Linked DNA regions of Hordeum vulgare: region 2 is linked to region 1. Evidence: chromatin contacts called from public Hi-C data. All regions are on one chromosome and are shown on one strand. Each heading gives the region's core, a stretch centred on a gene start, on an enhancer-like site or on the middle of the called end of the contact. The rest is flanking DNA. Distances are from core to core; before and after follow the strand shown. Region 1 holds the start of LOC123425363. Region 2 holds the start of LOC123425369.

Region 1 (2,951 bases), core at 41-2,540:
ATGGTTTTATTGTTATAGTTTTTGGGCTATAAAGTGATTGATTACAGTAATTTGCGCTGAGGTTTTCAGAAGTTTACAGGAACAACAAACTAGGTCATGAAGGATTGTCATGTCAACAGTTTTCTCAGCAAGTAACTAACATTGCAATGCACGGGGAGAAACGGCATTCTACTATTGACACAAGAGTTTCAAAGTTACTAGTTTTTACCTGTGAGGTCTCCTTGTGGGAAGAAGGCCCAGAAGTAGTAGGGTATGTCTTCCTTCACGAAGGAGCCTTCCAACTGCAAATCATGGACACCTAAAGGATCAGAACGACACCAACGTAGTACATTGGAGATCGCTAGCATTTGCGTGATGGCTGAAGAGTGAGGAACCAAGTGCTTGAACGTGCAGTGAGCCTATTCCATGCCTAGTACTAGCAGTTCCTAATTACTCAAAGCTTGCACGGTAATAGTGTAGTAGCGATGCCAAATCACAAGTATCATGGGTCTGTGACTGGCGCGCAATCGCTTGTCGATATGAATCACTGATCTCACCGTGTTGTTCTGGAACGTCAGCACGACTTGGGACACGTCCTCCTCGGCCTCCAGCGCAGTCTTCAAAGGAGGGATGATCTCTTCCTCCATCATCTCCGGCAGTGGCTTTGGCGGGGCCTTCTTCGGCTTGGCCGCTGCTGGCTTGGCTGCCGGCTTGGCCTCCGCGGCTGCGGCTTCCTTCTTGTCACCGTCTGCATCCTTCGTCTCGCTAACTGCGTCAGAACACGCAAAATTCAGGTACATCGATATAGGCAGCACCAGCATCCGAAGCTTTTAAAGCTTCATGAACAAGAACAGCGCGGATGATCATCACAGCGTACACCACTTGATCGCAGCACTCATTTCCTAATGCCACAGTGAATTAAGCAGAGTGATCGAATGGGAGTACCAGCGGTTGCGGCGGCGGCGGTGGCGCCGGCCGACGACTCCTGCACGGCGCAGCAGGAGGCCACGGAGCGAGGGAAGGCGACGACGAGTGGCAGTCGCTTCGCGAAGAGCGGCGCGGCGGAGCACTTGCACCTCGTCGCCGCATGCCGGCCCGTGAGCGGCGGGCTGGTGAGCCTCGGCGAGTGCAGAGCCCGGGTCGCCATGGGATGAGTCTGCCGCGCAGCCGATCGACGCCTTCCGGTGGATGGGTCGTTGCTGGCCACTGGTTGGGTTGGGTGGCGCTGCACCGACGCCGCTCTATCTGCACCCCGATGGAGAAGAGAAGAGACCGGTGCAGCATGGCTGCCCGCCTCTGAGCCAGCCGTTTCCTCGTCTGCTGCTGTGGCTGACGGCCTGCAACAAACGCGAGCCGCCGGATCAAAAACCGATGTTTCCGATCAACCCACAAGGCCACAAGCTTGGATCGTATGATTTCTGGAGAAGACGCGTATCATTTCATTTTATTAACACTAAAAAATAATGCTAAGGGCCTCTTTGATTCGCAGGATTTTTAAAACGCAGGAATAGAAAAAAATGGAGGATTTGAGTGGCATGTTCATTTGAACCCATAGGATTAGTAAGGAGTGTTTGATGCCATAAGGAAAACAAAGGAATTGCAAAAGAAGTTGACGTGGATGTTAGATTTCCTATGAAATGTAGTACAAAAGATTCCATAAGAAAAATTCCAATGGGATTCAATCCTATGATTCAAAGGACCAATATAGAAAAAAAATCCTAAGGGTTTTAATCCTTTAAAAATCCTATAGAATTCCTTTGAATCAAAGGAGCCCTAATTGGCTTCTCTAGGAAGGAATTGACATACCATGGTCGGAGGAAATTGCCTCTTATAACTAAAATTGTCATAAAGATCGTTCTCAATGCCATTCTTCTAGCCGAATGTTCGCCAACTATTGAAGTCCAAAAACTTTGCTATCTACAGAATGCTTTAGATGATCCTTTATTACTGATAAACTGAATGTTATGTTGACTCGGTGTGAATGTTATCCACAATTGGCTCACGGGCTCTTGGCAACCCTTTGTGATTAATAAAAAATACTGGAGCCTACAAACCCACGTGTAGGTGAAATGTGCCAAAATTGCAAGTCCCCTGTGGCATTCCCTTTTTTTCGATAAAAACTTTGTTGTTTGAATTTCAGGGGAAAAAGGATCACCGAATATTCGGGAGAAAAGTCATTCACAGCACTACTAAATATAGAATGTACACGCTTTAGGCCCCGTTTGGAACCACTCAGATTATATAATCTGATTTTTATAATCTATTATGTCTCCAAACATGGTAAATTATATTGCAGTTTATAAAAACTAAATGTTCAGATTATTAAAAACTCATAATCTACTCTGCCCCGGCTAAAATCAGATTATGGATTAGTAATGACCCATTATCCTTGAAAACTTGGAGATAATTACCTACTGCCACCGCCACCGTCCTCCAAACATGCTCATCTAGATTATTACCTTTGCAGCTAAAAAACAGAGGAAAGACATGTCATTGTATAATATAAAACCTGGATTATGGTTTATATAATCTGGCTTCCAAACATATACACCTAGATTATTTTTATAAATCAGATTATATAATCTATCTTCATAATCTAAATTATTATAATCTATTGTGGTTCCAAACAGGGCCAACGTGTGTGACTTCAGTAAAATGTGGCTGCAACCTTTTGGCTGTCATATAGAGCGACTTTGGTACAAGCATGTCGAAAGTTAACCTCCGCATGTAACAAACCCAGCATATATTGCTCTCGGTGAACTGCAAACAAAAAAAATATGATGCAGTTGCAACCGAGAGATGCCTAGCTGCACGGCACAGCATCGGGTCGTTTTCTCGTCTCCCACTTCACTGACGGTGGCCCCGTGTCCCCGCACCCCAGACCCGGCCGAAGACTTCCCAAGTCCCCCAACGCACGCGATCCATGCCTCTTGGCCCGGTCCAAATACGCAGAATGACACCAGCCCGCAAGC
Region 2 (2,727 bases), core at 36-2,535, 670 kb after region 1:
CTGACAAACACCTGAATTGGTGGCCTAGTGTACAATCTTGCATCCAGGCAGGTATAGCTGCTAGTGCATAAACATTAGGTCTCTGGTTTGGTCAAACTGTAAAAGACAGGAACGGACATGCCTAGTACAACAATGGTGAAAAGGACTAGCAGGTCTGTAAGGGCATCTCCAACGCCAGGCGCTAGGGGAGAGCGCTAGGGAAAATTTCCCGTTCTATCACCTGTTGCATCCTCAATTCCTGGCGTCGGTTGCCGCATCGACGCAAAATAAGACAGTGAACGCTTGCCCTTTTTTTCCAGACGAGAGGAGGCAACAAGATCTGTTCTCCACCCGTATTTAGCGCCGACGGTTAGCGCCTGGTTTTCAACCAGATAACGTTTGGGGCTTTTAAAAAATTCTGCTATTCAATTTTTTCTGTTTAAGTGTCCACCATTGTAGATGCTCTAAAGTGCAATAAAACAATGTCATCAAATAATGTTACGGTCACCCAACAGGTAAAGCACAAAAGCTAATACATCAACAAGTGGCTATCCAAACATTTATGCTAATTAATGTTACCATATCTCAACATGACATAAAATTGGACAGGAGAACCTCAATTTTGACATACTTTGCCATTCGGATATTCTCAAATTACAGTCTAACATGCTCTTGAAGGTTTGAGAAGTGCCTGATCGTGTCTATTGCAAAGCAAGCTTCTGTGCTGAGGACCGATGCAGTAAACTATGTAAGCATGATTTCTAGATTAGACATTTATGTCTTAGTGTGTATGTTCCAGAAACACTACTCAACATATAACATATAAAATTCAAGAAACAATAACAGATGGTAATGCTTAGTATCAGCTGAATTCATGTATCAAATGTTAGAAACAGAGAAGGTGGTAATTACTTGAGGTGAGGGTCTTCGCCGGAAGGAAGGACTCGAGCCAATCCACGACCTCACGGCGGGACCTCCACTTGCGCGCAAACATCCCCTGCCCACCATCAGCACCACCGCTTCCCTGCGGCCCATGGAAATCCTCTGACACGACGTAGAGCATGTGGCGCAGGCTCCGCTCTGTGCCCACGACTGCCAGATGAGACACGCCATCGGCGTCTTCCAAGTAGTAATGCACGACGCGGCTGCCCCTCTCCTGCGAGAGGAACTCCTCCCTCCACCTCACGAACTCCGGACGGCCCTCCCTCGCCATGCTTGCCGCAGTACCAACAGGACGCACCCCCGGCACGGAGTACTAAACAAAGAAAGGAGCCTTTGGCAACAGGCTCATGACCTTCCGCGCGGTGTGGGGTGGGGTGGGGGGGGGGGGGGGGGTCCTCAAAACGAAGAAAGCGGCTTTAGGGTTCTCGGGGAAGAAGGGGGGCGGGGGGCGTCTCTCCGAAACCTCGGAGGACGCAAGAATTGCACGGGGAACTTGAGATTAGCAGGGGGGTGGGGAGCGGCGGCCGGGGATTCCTTGCAATCCCCGAGGGAGAAGGGTTTCTGGGGCTTCAAAGAGACTTGGGGGCAGTTCTTGCTGGCCAAATCGGCTTGAATCGGAAGGGGTTCAGGCTGACCAAGAAGCCTTCCATGAAGCCAGGGGCAGCAGCGAGCGGGTTCTTGGGCTGGTTGGCCCCAAAAGGAAAACCAGAAATTTCAAGAAATTACTCCAAGAAAAGATGGCGGCGGCGGAGGACGAAAACGAGCAGGAGGGAGGCGGTCTGCTTGGAAAAGCCCCACTCCGAGAAGGCGAGGGCGGCGGCGGAGGAGCGCGCAGGGAGGTGGGAGGGGAGGCGGACAGGTGGGAGGGGAGGCGGAGGCGAGGAGGAGGGTGAGGAGGTGGATGCTTGAAAGGGGAATCTACTATGTCTCCCCTCTCCTTTTCGGGTCTCTCTGTATCGCGTGGTTTTCATTGGGGGTGAAATTGAAAAGTGCCAAGGTTTTCTTCGGTCTTGTAACAAAACTTTGAAAGGAACAAAGGTCAAAAACAACATCTCGAAAAGAAAAAGAAAAATAAAAAGGTCAAGAACAGCTATGACATAGCACGTGTGGGATGAATTGTTACACGGTTTCTCCTAAGTTTCATTTATGTCATATGTTATGTGTTTTTTTCTGGTCGTGATCATAAAATGCATCATACATCGGGGTTGGTAATTTGAACAACAAATAGCAGCACAAGCTCATATATTGGTCTGGTAGGAATTTATAGATGAACACATAGTAGTACAAGGACTCTCGTCAACTCACTAGAAGTATAGTAATCAATTTGAAAGTTGTGTTCTGTTACTAGTAGAAAACATTTTTAAAGTCACTTTGTTTGTTCATTAATTCATGATGCCCGCGAGGGTTCTCGAGGACCATTTGCCATCATCACATGAAGCGGGTCATTGGATCCGATGTAGTTGGAGCTAGCAATGGAGTTGGATTCAAAGGGTTATAAGCCCCCTAAGGTATGTTTCTCGTGTTGTCGTTTTGGTTGGAGTGTTGGCCTTCCACACAGTATTCCGTGACTTGAGCATCGAGGGAGTACGAGGAAAGTTGTCATTCCGCCAAGTCGTACCATTTTATGGCGTAAGGGGCATATCTAGGAGAAGGGCTAGTCACCCATGCGGTGTAGTCATCATAAGTCGTAGGAAATTCGTAATCCGACCTGGTGTAGTATAAAGGGATGTCGAGGTCATATCACATGGTGGAAGAGTCGTAGTCCGTGCTCGAGGATGACCCGGGCATCGAAGTCGCCGTCGAAAG

What was found. A called contact is a pair of places that touch in the nucleus more often than the background predicts.
Region 2: a contact with region 1 is called in a Hi-C map of leaf, with 2.6 times the contacts expected there. The contact joins the promoter of LOC123425369 here to the promoter of LOC123425363 in region 1. A contact is called at or near these places in 2 of 6 Hi-C or Micro-C datasets (leaf and seedling).

The regions. Positions count from the first base shown.
Region 1 is chr2H:104,488,821-104,491,771 of MorexV3_pseudomolecules_assembly, forward strand. LOC123425363 reads right to left here and starts at 1,291. Exons shown (of 4, transcript XM_045109050.1): 1 at 925-1,291; 2 at 537-748; 3 at 209-281. The coding sequence starts at 1,126.
Region 2 is chr2H:105,159,187-105,161,913 of MorexV3_pseudomolecules_assembly, forward strand. It overlaps LOC123425369, which reads right to left and starts at 1,286. Exons shown (of 6, transcript XM_045109058.1): 1 at 892-1,286. The coding sequence starts at 1,192.